2 separate regions of the Hordeum vulgare genome follow, and region 1 is linked to region 2. Evidence: chromatin contacts called from public Hi-C data. All regions are on one chromosome and are shown on one strand. Each heading gives the region's core, a stretch centred on a gene start, on an enhancer-like site or on the middle of the called end of the contact. The rest is flanking DNA. Distances are from core to core; before and after follow the strand shown. Region 1 overlaps LOC123408977 (tyrosine-sulfated glycopeptide receptor 1-like). Region 2 has its middle 42 kb from the start of LOC123408978.

Evidence for each region. A called contact is a pair of places that touch in the nucleus more often than the background predicts.
Region 1: a Hi-C map of an unstated tissue shows a contact between it and region 2, with 5 times the contacts expected there. The contact joins two enhancer-like sites. A contact is called at or near these places in 3 of 6 Hi-C or Micro-C datasets (leaf, seedling and an unstated tissue).

Annotation. Positions count from the first base shown.
Region 1 is chr7H:575,530,336-575,537,113 of MorexV3_pseudomolecules_assembly, reverse strand. LOC123408977 (tyrosine-sulfated glycopeptide receptor 1-like) reads left to right here. Exons shown (of 1, transcript XM_045101991.1): 1 at 1-2,870. The coding sequence ends at 2,627. Among protein-coding and RNA genes, the nearest start is that of LOC123408977, 4.5 kb to the left of the region's middle. Within about 2 kb of position 3,778, at least 3 of the 3 cell types and tissues checked have open chromatin away from gene starts, as enhancers often do. A contact at or near this core is called in leaf, where this site is marked.
Region 2 is chr7H:575,477,229-575,483,715 of MorexV3_pseudomolecules_assembly, reverse strand. No RefSeq gene overlaps it. Among protein-coding and RNA genes, the nearest start is that of LOC123408978, 42 kb to the left of the region's middle. Within about 2 kb of position 2,520, at least 2 of the 3 cell types and tissues checked have open chromatin away from gene starts, as enhancers often do. A contact at or near this core is called in leaf, where this site is marked.

The DNA of each region.
Region 1 (6,778 bases), core at 2,529-5,028, 52 kb before region 2:
TTGCTCTTAATGCGAGCAACAACACCTTCACAGGACAAATACCATCTTCTATCTGCACCAATTCCCCCTTATTTGACATGCTTGACCTTTGTTTCAACCAGTTCAGTGGCAGTATTCCCCCGGGGCTTGGCAGTTGCACCATGCTGAAAGTGCTCAAGGTTGGACACAATAGCCTCACCGGAGCTCTCCCCGCTGAACTCTTCAATGCTACCTCACTGGAGCAGCTCTCCTTACCCAACAATTTCTTGCAAGGAGTTCTTGATGGCTCCCACATAGCAAAACTAAGCAGTCTGACTGTCCTTAATCTTGGATCGACTGGTCTCACTGGCAAGATTCCAGATTCTGTCGGCCAGCTAAGAAGATTGGAGCAACTCTACTTGGACAACAATAATATGTCTGGTGAGCTGCCATCGGCCCTAGGTAACTGCTCAAGTCTCAGATACATTACCATCAGAAACAACAGTTTTACCGGGGAACTTGGCAAAGTCAACTTCACCATGTTGGATCTGAGGACAGCTGATTTTTCATTGAACAACTTCACTGGTACAATTCCTGAAAGTATCTACTCATGCACCAACCTAGTTGCATTACGGCTGGCTTTCAATAAATTTTATGGCCAGTTCTCACCAAGCATTGGAAATCTCAGGTCCCTCTCCTTCCTTTCAGTCACCGGCAACTCTTTTACAAATATCACAAATGCACTTCAGATGCTCAAGAGCTGCAAGAATCTCACCTCCCTGCTTATTGGAACCAACTTCAAGGGTGAAACCATACCACAGGATGAAAGAATTGATGGTTTTGAGAAGCTTCAGGTACTCACCATAGATGATTGCTCATTGGTTGGGCAAATCCCTCTTTGGATATCAAAGCTTGAAAAATTGGAGATGCTAGACCTATCACTGAATCAACTCACTGGACCGATACCATCCTGGATTGATGGGTTGGGCTTCCTATTCTTTCTAGATATATCAAGTAACAAGCTTACAGGCAATATACCAGCTGCATTGACAAAGTTGCCGATGCTGCTGTCTGAGAAAAATGCTGCCAGGTTGGACCCAAAGTTCCTTGAGCTGCCTGTATTTTGGACGCCATTACGTCAATACCGGATGGTCAGTGCTTTTCCCAACAAACTGTGTCTGGACAACAATAATTTCACCGGTGCAATCCCTCCTGAGATTGGACAGCTGAAAATGCTCGACATCCTCAATTTAAGCTCCAACAGCTTAACTGGTGAAATACCACAAGAAATCTGCAACCTCACAAACCTGCAAATGCTTGATCTGTCGAACAACCAGCTCACAGGTACAATACCATCTGCACTGAATGGTCTGCACTTCCTTTCTAGATTTGATGTTTCTAACAACAAGCTAGAAGGGGAAGTTCCAAGTGGAGGACAGTTTGATTCTTTTTCAAATTCTAGCTACATTGGGAATCCAAAGCTATGCGGCCCTATGATCAACAGTGGCTGCAACTCAAGACCATCTTCAGCGTCCCCGAGACGGTGGAACAAGAAGAACACTACTGCTGTTGGATTAGGTGTGTTCTTTGGAGGGCTTGCCATTCTGTTCTTGCTGGGACGTCTGCTTATGGCCCTCAGAAGAACAAACTCTGTCCACCAAAACAAGGGTAGCAGCAATGGCGACATAGAGGCAAGTTCATTTACTTCTGCGTCAGATGACTTGTGCAATGTGATGAAAGGAAGCATTTTGGTGATGGTACCTCAAGGCAAGGGAGAATCAGACAAAATCACCTTCCATGATATCTTAAAGGCCACAAATAATTTTGACCAGCAGAACATTATCGGATGCGGAGGTAATGGTCTAGTTTACAAGGCGGAGCTGCCAAATGGACCCAAGCTTGCCATCAAGAAGCTCAACGGTGAAATGTGTCTGATGGAAAGAGAATTCACTGCAGAGGTTGACGCACTCACCGTGGCGAAACATGACAATCTTGTGCCTCTATGGGGCTACTACATCCAGGGAAACTCGAGGCTCCTCATATATTCTTACATGGAGAATGGTAGCCTGGATGATTGGCTTCACAACAGGGACAATGGCAACTCATTGCTTGACTGGCCAACAAGGCTAGAGATTGCACAAGGAGCAAGCCGGGGCCTTTCTTACATCCACAATATCTGCAAGCCTCACATTGTACATCGTGATATCAAGTCAAGCAACATCCTTCTTGACAGAGAATTCAAAGCTTATGTTGCAGATTTCGGGCTTGCCAGATTGATCCGTCCCTATGATACACATGTCACAACTGAGCTAGTGGGCACTCTGGGATATATTCCTCCCGAGTACGGACATGCATGGGTGGCCACACTGAGGGGAGACATATACAGTTTTGGAGTGGTGTTGCTTGAGCTGCTCACAGGGAAAAGGCCCGTCGAGGTCCTGTCCAAGTCGAAGGAACTTGTTCAATGGGTACGGGAGATGATATCCCAGGGAAAGCATACTGAGGTCTTGGATCCAGCGCTGAGAGAACAAGGGCATGAAGAGCAAATGCTGAAGGTGCTTGACGTTGCTTGCAAGTGCATCAACCATAATCCTTGCCTGAGGCCAAGCATCCAAGAGGTGGTATCCTGCCTGGACAATGCAGATGTGAACCTGCAGGTGGAAATGTAGTTAAAAGTAGAACAGATATAGCTGGTAATCTTGTACTTTGCTAGACTAGGCGTAAACTGAGTAGAAGGATTGTTTCTAACAGATTGTACAGTCGTGTTTGTAGTGTACATCTCTGTACAGAAAAAAAAAAGGCTTGTAGTTGTGAGCCCGTATGTTCAATTTTGCCCCTTTCTGTGTGTGGAAACATTTCAGCTCCAAAGTCGGTTCCACGATTACGGAAAAAGTTATTCGTGTGCTTTGCTAGACTAGGTGTAAACTGGGTAGAAGGATTGTTATCTAACAAATTATACAGTTGTGTGTGTAAACTGGGTAGAAAAAAGGCTAGTAATTAGTTATGAGCCCATACATTCAATTTTGCCTTTTTGTATGTGGAAACATTTCAGCTCCAGAGTCCAGACTCTGTTCCACGATTACGGAAAGTGGGTTGACATGCGGACCGGCTTGCTGTTTGAGAAAAGAGAAAGCCGGCTCAGAGCTGCTGTTGAATTCATCTTCATTTATTTGAGCTGCTCAGTGCACTCCCGAGAACAATCCTGCAAAAACACAGTGGGAACATGTTGATATGCTAGCAGGATAATTCCGATTTCTCTGAGAAAGGCGCGCAACGTGGGAAGTCCAACATTACAGCACCTAGTTGACTAGCTGTTCCCATGACGCTGAATTTATTTTCTGAGACCACAGTCACGCGCATATGGCTTCCTACGTCCTAACTGTTGCCATCGTCCATCGAAGAGGAAGTGTAGTGTCAGCAGTATATAATGTGCCAATATGAGGTGGGGAAATCGAACTGTTGAAGCAGGTATTGATCGAGATTCCAGAGCAAAAGGAGTTCGATCCACAGGCCACAGGTCACGGACAACACATTGCAGCAGACTAATAATGGTTTCTTCGGACGCCATGAACAATCGCATGTTCGCATCTACGGCACAAGGCGGGTTTGCTGATGGACGGGCGCCGAAACGGAAAACAGGAGCGCCGGCAACAACCAAATCGAATTCCTAGGGCATCAAGTGGTTACCGTACTGACCCTCAGCCGTCGCACCACCGCAGGCCGGCTCAACTCGTCCGATGGTTGCGCCCCGCGGCGGAAGGGGAGGCGGCCTCGCGGCGCCGCGGCCGGAGATGGGGGAGGGGGGCAGTGGCAGACGGCACGGCCAGAGCCCCAGAGCCCATTTGGGCAAGTTGGCCAGGGGCCCAGACTTGCGCGCGAGCGCTATATTATGGAAACCCTATTTGACGCTCTTTGCGCACAGAAGCTGCCAGCTAGAGACGGGTTTGGACCGGCCCATTAGCAATCCCGGTTTTAGGAACCTTCTAGAGGTTTCCAACCGTTTTTTTACGGTTTCCGAAACTTTCTAGAAGATTCCCTGAACCGGTTTTTCATTTTTTAACTTTTTTCTTTATTCTTTTCAGTTTCTTTTTTTCTGTTTCTGTTTAAAAATGTTTTGGCTTTTCAAAAAATGTTTCTGAATTTGAAAAAATGTTCCAGAATTTGACAAAATGTTCGGAATTTGAAAAAATGTTCTGAAATTTGAAAAAATGTTCCCAATTTGAAAAATATTCCTAAACTAGAAAAAATGTTCCGGATTTTCAAAAAATGTTCTGAAATTGCAAAAATGTTCGGGAATTAGAAAAAATGTTCCGGAATTTGAAACGTTCCGAAATTTGAAAAAATCATCCGAATTTGGAAAAATGTTCCGAAATTTGAAAAAGTGCTGCGGAATTTGAAAAAATGTTCCGGATTTTCAAAAAAAATTCCAGAATTTGAAAAAATGTTCCGTAATTTTGAAAAAATGTTCAGGAATTTCAAAATTTGTTATGGAATTTTTATCAAAATATTTCAGCTTCTTCAAAAAATGTTCCCAAATTTGGAATAATGTTCCATAATTTAAAAAATATTCCAGATATTGAAAAAATATTCTGGAATTTTAGAAAATGTTCCAGAATTTGAAAAAATGTTCACAATATGAATTTTATTCATGTTTTGATTTTTTTATAATTGAAAAAATGTTTTATGGTTTCAAAAATTGTTCATGTTCCAAATTTTGTTCACAATTTGAAAACTGTTCATGGTTTCAAAATATTTTTCCAGATTTGAAAAATGTTTATGGTTTTATAATTTTGTTCGTGAATCTGAAATTTGTTCATATTTAAAAAATTGTTAAAAATTCAAAACATGTTTGCTATTGCAAAAAATGTTCTAAATTTTCAAATATTATTCTTCAAATCCTAATTTTTTTTTGCTTCAAATTAGAAAATAAAAGGAAAAAAGAATGAAAAAATAAGCAAAAAAGAAAAGAAGGAACAGAAAGAAAAAGAAAAACAATCTCGGCTGGCCCAGTCGGGTGACCCCTGTGTGTCCGCTCGGCAGTTGGCCACAACGAGCGGCGCATAGGAGGTCCCCTATATTATCTCCAATTAAGGGAGACGGTAGCGGGCCGACCTACTCGAGCAGTTATTCAGAAAAAAAAAACAGAGTGAAAAATGTTACTCGTCAAAAACAAAAAGAGTGGAAAATGTGCCCGCGCAACGCTGCTAGCCACTACACCACAATCAAGGGCATGTTTGGTTGCTTTCGGCTACAGTACCTGCGTTGCATACCCATCTTCAACCAGCCTGGTTCTTCATATACAACCTCATATGTAGCAGATGCAACTTGTTTGGTTGCCTCCATGACATGAAGGGGCACTTACTCCCCTGATGTTTGGTTGTCGTTTTTGTGCTTAGGATGTGAGCAGATGCAAACTTCAGCTGTTTGGTTGCAAACAATGTTTGTGTTCTGCTCACCGATTCAAATATGTTGTCCTTACCACCACATGATCAGTACAAAACAAGCAACGGAAATCACAGCAAACTACTTAGATTACCGGCAAACAACTTAGATTAAACAAAGCAAGCAACGAAAATGACCGCAACAACAAATTTAAATTAACAACAGGGGCATCCTCATTCCCTACTCCACGCCAGGGTGCCGCTTCTGGCCAAAATATTAACAAGTTCACATCACAAGTACCATAAGTTCTAGCGAGACAACATAACAAGTTCAACACTAACACCTAAGGTAACTACATTGCATGCTCAATGTCACCAACGCAGTTTGTGCTTGCTCCAATGAAACCTGCACATAATCGAGGAGTCGTGGTTGTAGATTTGGACCTTCAGACCGAGTCCTGAGATGAGTTGAACGAGGAGGTCGTCGGAGACGATCCGGTCGCGGTGACAGAAGTAGTTCCAGCCCCCAGCCAAGCACCATGTGCCCCTCGAAGTTCTGAACCTGCACACAGAACTCGCACCACTTGTTCACCGAGAGCCTGACCATACGCGAGAGCCGCCTAATGACCAGCCACTCGTTCATCACCTACACAAACTTGCGAGGGATGACGAGCATGGCGAGGTCCACCCTCTTAAGCCACATGTTCGTGGGGATGAGATCCTCGACGCCCTCAGCTCCGGTCACCACGTGAGCTCCTCCACCCGCCACGTCCTAGTCACTCTTCAATACCTTGTCAGGTAAGATGACAAGTATTAGAGGTGCTTGCAAAATGAACAACCACTGATCAGTGGCATTAACTCTTCTGCAAATGCCACTGATCAGTTGCACTAGCACTACAGCAAATGGCACTAATCAGAGACATTTTCCCAAGAGCAAATGCCACCGATCAGTGCACAAACTCGTTGTCAAATGCCACTTACCAATGGCACTTGCTCTTGAGAAAATGCCACTGATTAGTGGCATCGGGTCTTGTGCAGCTGCCACTCATCAATGCACTATCCTAAGCATGTAAACATCTAAAAATAGCACCCATGTGCACCCATGCACATTTGGCAGCATCCTAAAATGGTCCTACTACATGCATGTATAACAATCTAGAGCATGCAACACAAAAACCTAGCTTGAACATGTATGTAGCAACATGAACGTGATCCTAGCTTTAACATGAACATGCCATTTGCATGAACACAGATCCTAGCAAGACCCTAGCACTAGCAGAAGAACATTATCCTAGAACACACACTGTAGTAAACAAGAACCGATCGATCGGGTTCGATTCAATTCGGATCAAATCGAATCGGATCTACTCGAATTCTACAAAAGTAGTAGCACATGCCTAAGAAAGAAACCCCTAATCTACATCTACGAGCAAGCATTG
Region 2 (6,487 bases), core at 1,271-3,770:
CGCAGGGTCTGCACACTTAAGGTTCGACGTTGTTTTATGCGTATTTGAGTTATATGGTTGGTTACCGAATGTTGTTCGGAGTCCCGGATGAGATCACGGACGTCACGAGGGTTTCCGGAATGGTCCGGAAACGAAGATTGATATATAAGATGACCTCATTTGATTACCGGAAGGTTTTCGGAGTTACCGGGAATGACGAATGGGTTCCGGGTGTTCACTGGGGGGGGGGGCAACCCACCCCGGGGAAGCCCATAGGCCTTGGGGGTGGCGCACCAGCCCTTAGTGGGCTGGTGGGACAGCCCAAGAAGGCCCTATGCGCCATAGGAAGAAAATCAAAGAGAAAAGAAAAAAAAAGAGGAGGTGGGAAAAAGGGGAAGGACTCCTCCTTCCAAACCTAGTTGGATTCGGTTTGGAAGGGGAGGACTCCCCCCCTTGGCTCGGCCGACCCCCTTGGGGGTCCTTGGACCCCAAGGCAAGGCTTCCCCTCTTCCCCCTATATATACGGAGGTTTTAGGGCTGATTTGAGACAACTTTTGCCACGGCAGCACGACCACATATCTCCACGGTTTTACCTCTAGATCGCGTTTCTGCGGAGCTCGGGCGGAGCCCTGCTGAGATTAGATCACCACCAACCTCCGGAGCGCCGTCACGCTGTCGGGGAACTCATCTACCTCTCTGTCTCTCTTGCTGGATCAAGAAGGCCGAGATCATCGTCGAGCTGTACGTGTGCTGAACGTGGAGGTGTCGTCCGTTCGGCACTAGATCGTGGGACTGATCGCGGGACGGTTCGCGGGGCGGATCGAGGGACGTGAGGACGTCCCACTACATCAACCGCGTTCACTAACGCTTCTGCCCAGCGATCTACAAGGGTACGTAGATGGACATCACCATGATAGGTCTTCGTGCGCGTAGGAAAATTTTTGTTCCCCATGCGACGTTCCCCAATAGATATATGCGTTCCAAAACCCAACTTGAATGCATAGTCGTTCTAGAATTTGCGAGCATCGTCAACTGTGTCAAACACCATCCCAACATAGGGCGGCAGCGGCTGGGAAGAAGCATCTCCATCATCTGAATCATATTGGCTTGCATCTTCAGCATCTTCAGCAAACAACAAACCTTCTGAATCTTCGACATCAGGAACAGAAAAATTTCCATGGACATAGCTTCCTTCACCTTCAGTTACATGTACCTGCAACACAATTATTGTGCAACAGTCATTTCATACCTCAAAAATCACATATGATAGTGTTGTAACAAAATCAAATCAATAGTAACTGAAATTGGGAGCAGGGGGACAACTAAACATGCAATTTTTTCAGGTTCAATTTCTGAAACTAGACAATTGTTTCAGAAGCTATAGAGGCTCATTTTTGCTCTGTTTTTGAGAGGAACAGGTTCATTCCAACTAATTTCAGAAACTAGGCATTTTTGTTTCTGCAACTAAGTTCAGAAACAGGTTCATTCTTTCACTAGTAAAAAAATTCAGGAACAGATTCAGAAACTAGGCAGGTTCAGGAACATGTTCAGAAATTAGGCAGGTTCAGGAACAGGTTCAGAAACACACAGGTGTTCATTCTTTCACTTTGAATCAGAGCTACAGTTTCAGAAACAGGAGGTCTCACCGAATTTTGTTGACGGGATCTGCTCGATGTGGGTTCAGGAAACACCACCGAAGGATTTGTGAACCAACTCGAAGATCCAGCTCGCGGCGGAAGCTCCCCGAAGGCGCTTGGAGCTGAGAAAGATGGCCGGGCTCGGTCAGCTAGGTTGGCGTCCGATCCGACCATCTGGCGCGCGATGTGGTGCGTCATGGAGTTCAGGCACGCCGGCGCTGGCGGCGTCCTGAGGTTGCGGGGCGGCGTAGGTTTGTTGGGGGCCGCGGTGGTTTGCGGGCAGCGCCGCGGTGGTTGGAGCAGTTGCTACCGGGGCGGTGCCGCGGTGGTTGGAGGCGGTGGCTGCGGTGGGCGCAGTCTGTCGGAACCGCGGCAGGCTATCAGTTTCTGAAACTGTGGAGCAGTTTCAGGTTCTATTTGGTCGGAAGATATCGGATCGGACGGACGACAGCGCTTATATCGGACGGCTATACCGGTGGTGGATACTTCTTACGTATCCCTCGGTGGACGCGTAGCGTCTCCCTTATTCTATCATATTTTAGGAAAATCCTTTACTTCTTTTCTGAACGGGGGAGAGGTTGTTTATTCCATGCCCAAGCCCCTCCCTTCGTATGAACAGGCCACATTTCGCTACATCATCGTCAGCTGGGAACTTACCGGAAAGCTGATCAACTTTCGCGCCGATCGAGTCGTGCGGGTGCGCGTGGCGGAAGTCGCTGCCGATGGCACGGCGCCGTACGAAAAGCTTCACGTTCCTCGCACGCACCCACGGCCGCGGGCGACCGCCTCCGCCCATCGCTGTCTCTGGAATTCGGCTTATTTTATCACCCGTGCACGGCGCTAACAGCTGTGTGGGTCGATGATTCAGTCGCCAGCCCGGTCGTGGATCGCCATGCTTTTTGGCCGTTTCGTCGTGCGATCTCTCTCACAGATACAGGTGCCGTCAGCCTAATCCATCCCGTTAATAATAACTTTAACAAGGCGACCTATTTCGTCCGCCGTCATTTATTTGGATTCGCGCCGATAAAAATGATAACCCAACGCGTCGATTTATTTTTAAAACGCATCCGTTCTGTATCTACGCCGACACATTTTCAATTCAAATTTGAGACTAAAATGCATCGGCTCAAACGCAGAGCGGACGCACGCCCCTTCGATGTCCGTCCCAACCATCACGGTCAACATAATTTATGGCGGCCGCCCCCACGCGCCAGCGACCGTGGTCGGCCTTTTTTAATCCGAACGTACGGTGGGATTCGGTCATCTGCTTCCAGAACCCTCCTTCTCGTCTCCATCTCGCCACCCTTTGTTTCCTCGTCGACGACTCAACAACCATGGACAACGGAACAACCTCGTCGTCTATGCCCGCGTGATGCTCTCAGAGGAGGTCGCCTACCTGCAGGCTAAGAGGGCGATGCGCCAGGCGCACGAGCGCGCCCGTGCTACGCCCTGCTTTGCCCTGAACACCCTTATCGTCTACTCCTACGCGCTGTTCCCGGAGGAGGCCGACTACCTCCATGCTAAGATGACGCTGCGTCTGACGAACAAGCGCGTTCGTGCTGCGCCATCGCCGACACCAGCACTACCCGCGTCGGCACAGCCTGCCCCCGCTTCGTTGCAGCCTGACCTCGCCGCCGTCGCCGAGGATGCCTAGTTTTTTTTTTCTTTTTTCATTTATAATGTAACGCATGGATTCTCGCCGGCCTTTTAATTATGTATGTTTAGTATTTTTGTAGATATTATATATTTTTGTTTTCGCACATCTGTAAAAATGAATCGGACCAGCGTTAGACGCATATGCCGATCCAAACGTTAAAACGGACATTCGTGTCCGCTCCGTCGACAAAATCTCGATCCCGTTTAGGTCGACCTATTGGAGTGCCCTAAGAGCATCTCTACTAGAACCCTCAAACCCTTAAAACAAAAACCAGTTTTAAGGGTTGAGAATTGCACATTTTTTACTCTTTTAAGGGTTGAAAAACAGGGGCAAAGACTAGAACCCTCAAACCCAACCCTTATAACGGACCGTTATAAGGGTTGGGTTTGAGGGTTCTAGTCTTTGCCCCAACCCAAACCTTAAAACTGCCATTCATATATCACACATTTCATCATATGACATATCACAAATTCAATCACATTTGACATAAAACAATAACCGGATGACCAACTTGGCAAACCTACGGACGGACTCCGTGGTTGTATCTTCCCCAATGCGAAGATACTCGTCGGTATAATCCGCGGGTATGCCATAAGCGAGTACCCGCATTGCAGCCGATATCTTTTGATATGCACTAAACCCCATGATACCGGCGGCGGATCTACGACGTGTAAAATAATACGAGGCGGCCTCACAATCGGTGACAATCTTCACAAACAAACTACGTCTCATCCGGTACCTTCTGCGAAAGAGACGAGGAGGGTATGTAGGTACCTCCGCGAAGTAGTCTCGCATCAAATGCTCGTGTCCGAGAGCGCGGTTCCGGTAGATGGTGAGTCACCCCATCTTCGACCCTCTCCTCTGATCCAAAAGCTTCACGCGGTCTTCAAACGCTTGCACGTCGACGAGGAGGCTCATCATCTCGACGTCGTCGTCTTGCAACAACTCGTTAATGTCCGAATCATCGGATGACGACCAATCTGACGGATCCGACAACGAGTCCATCTACATACGAAGTGGCTACAATTAGTGCCAATGAAGCAAAAATTTAAAACTAAAAAAGTAATATAAAAAACTCACCGGTGAGCGGAGGAGCGGCGGCCGAGGCGCGGTGGGGCGGCAGGACGGCGGCCGGAGCGTGGGGACGGCGGGGCGTCGGCCGGAGCGGAGGGGCGGCGGCCGGGGCGGAGGGGCAGCGATGAGGCGAGATGCGGACGGCGGCGGGTGCGGAGGGGCGGCGGCCGGGGCGCGGCGGGGCGGTGGTCGGGGCGCGGAGGGGCGGCTGCCGGAGCGCGAGGCGGCGGCCGGAGCGGCGGAGCGGCCGGTGGCGAGATGCGGCGGCGCGGCGGGTCGACGAGGCGGGGGCGCGGGGCGCGGGGCGCGGAGGGGCGGCGGGTCGACGGCCGGGGGGCGGAGGGGCGGCGACCGGAGCGTGGAGGGGCGGCGGGGCGGCGGCCGAAGCGAGGGCCGGCGGCGGGGCGAGATGCGGCCGCAGGATTTCCTCTCGCGCGGGGGAACCAACTGCCTCCCGCGCGAGGAGGGAAAATGAGTGCGGGTTGGGGGCAGTTTTCCCCCCCAACCCTCACTTCTACAGGCTGGGAAGGGGTTTGAGGGTTCGACCTCTAAATTTTTTTACGGGTTTAAGGGTTCTAGTCTACGCCGTTTTTCGATGAAAACTGTAAAAAACGGTTATTTTTAGGGGAAAGCTACGCATCCGCCGGATGATTTCTAAAAATTATCCGTCACTTAGCTAGCCGTCGGATGGCGATCTAACGCCGTGCATCCCCGCCGCATGGTTCTGAAACGACGCTCGAGTTGCGGAAACTTTGGCTTTGTTGCAAGAAATAAACTTTGGATCTGTTAATTCCTGAAACAACGGTCGAGTTTCAGAAACAATTTGATTGTTGCAGGATTTTTTTCTTCGTTTTTGCGGGAGAATTTTTTGCAACAAAGGTCATGTTTCAGGAATTTTTTGCAACAAAGGTCAAGTTGCAGAACCACTACCTAGCGAGCAGGGAACTCTTGGCGGCGGGGCGGCCGGCGAGCTCTAGGCGGCGGGGCGGCCGGCGGGGCGGCTGGCGAGCTCTTGGCGGCGGGGCGGGGCGGCCGGCGAGCTCTAGGCGGCGGGGCGGCCGGCGGGGCGAAGGGGCTGCCGGCGGGAGCGGCTGGCAGCAGTGTGCGTTGGGCCGCCAGCGTCGGAGGCGAGCGGCTGGCGTCGCGGGCGGTGGGGGTAGGGAAGGGCCGGCCGGCGTCGTGGTGGAGGGACTGCGGCGGGAGCGGCCGACGTCGGGGGCGAGCGGCCGCGTCGTCGCCCTCCCAGATCCGGTAGCCGCCGCCTCCTTGCAGCGAGCGCGAGCGTGCCCAGCTTCAGAACCGTTTCCTGAAACAATGCTTCAGTTTCAGGAAACGGTCTCGCTAGGTCTCTGCTCCGTTGACGCGCGGATACGATCTGGGCTGTCGGTTGAAACAAGATCAATGGCCGAGGAAGCGGTGGATAGATTGCTCGGATCAACCGGAATTTTCCTTATTTTTGAGGGTTTGAGGGTTCTACTAGAGATGCTGTAAGACTGTGCTGCCCTAGTGAAGGTACCAGCAGTGAAGTACACTAGTTACAGACTGACAAGTGCAGAAGTTACAGACTGGCCAGGCCTCAAGCTGCTGTTGCAGTTGCTGCCGCTGCAGAACAGAAGCAGAGCCCGTTGCCCAACATTACCGCCAGTTACTCAGATTAAGAACATGCTAAGCGCTGCCGAAAGCACGAGTAGCCGAGTAAACAAGTTGCTTAAGCGCTTCCATCGAGAGCGCGGCATCGTTCCTAGGATCCGCTGCCCGAGACCGGCCGGCTCCGATCCCTATGCAAGCGCACTGACATTCTGACAGACACGCTGCGCCTCCCTGCAGTTAACCAACTCCAGTCGATCCCTGATCAGATCTTATGTTCCCCGGCATTGTTTACCATCGAGGCGGGCGCCGACTGCTGCAAACCGTCATCCATCCTGGTTGCTTACCTGCGGTTCTTATTCTTCATTCGACGGCCGCTGTTAACATAGAGGAGAACATCAATCACCGTTGTTCCTGTGTGGAAGGTGAGGCTGCAGAAAACATATTTTGACCACGCTTGGTGCGGCCGGTAAAAGTAGGCGATCGATCGGCCATGTTCGACCCCCAAGCGTCGCGTGCCCCCATCACGTGATCCCGGCAAGACACACATGAT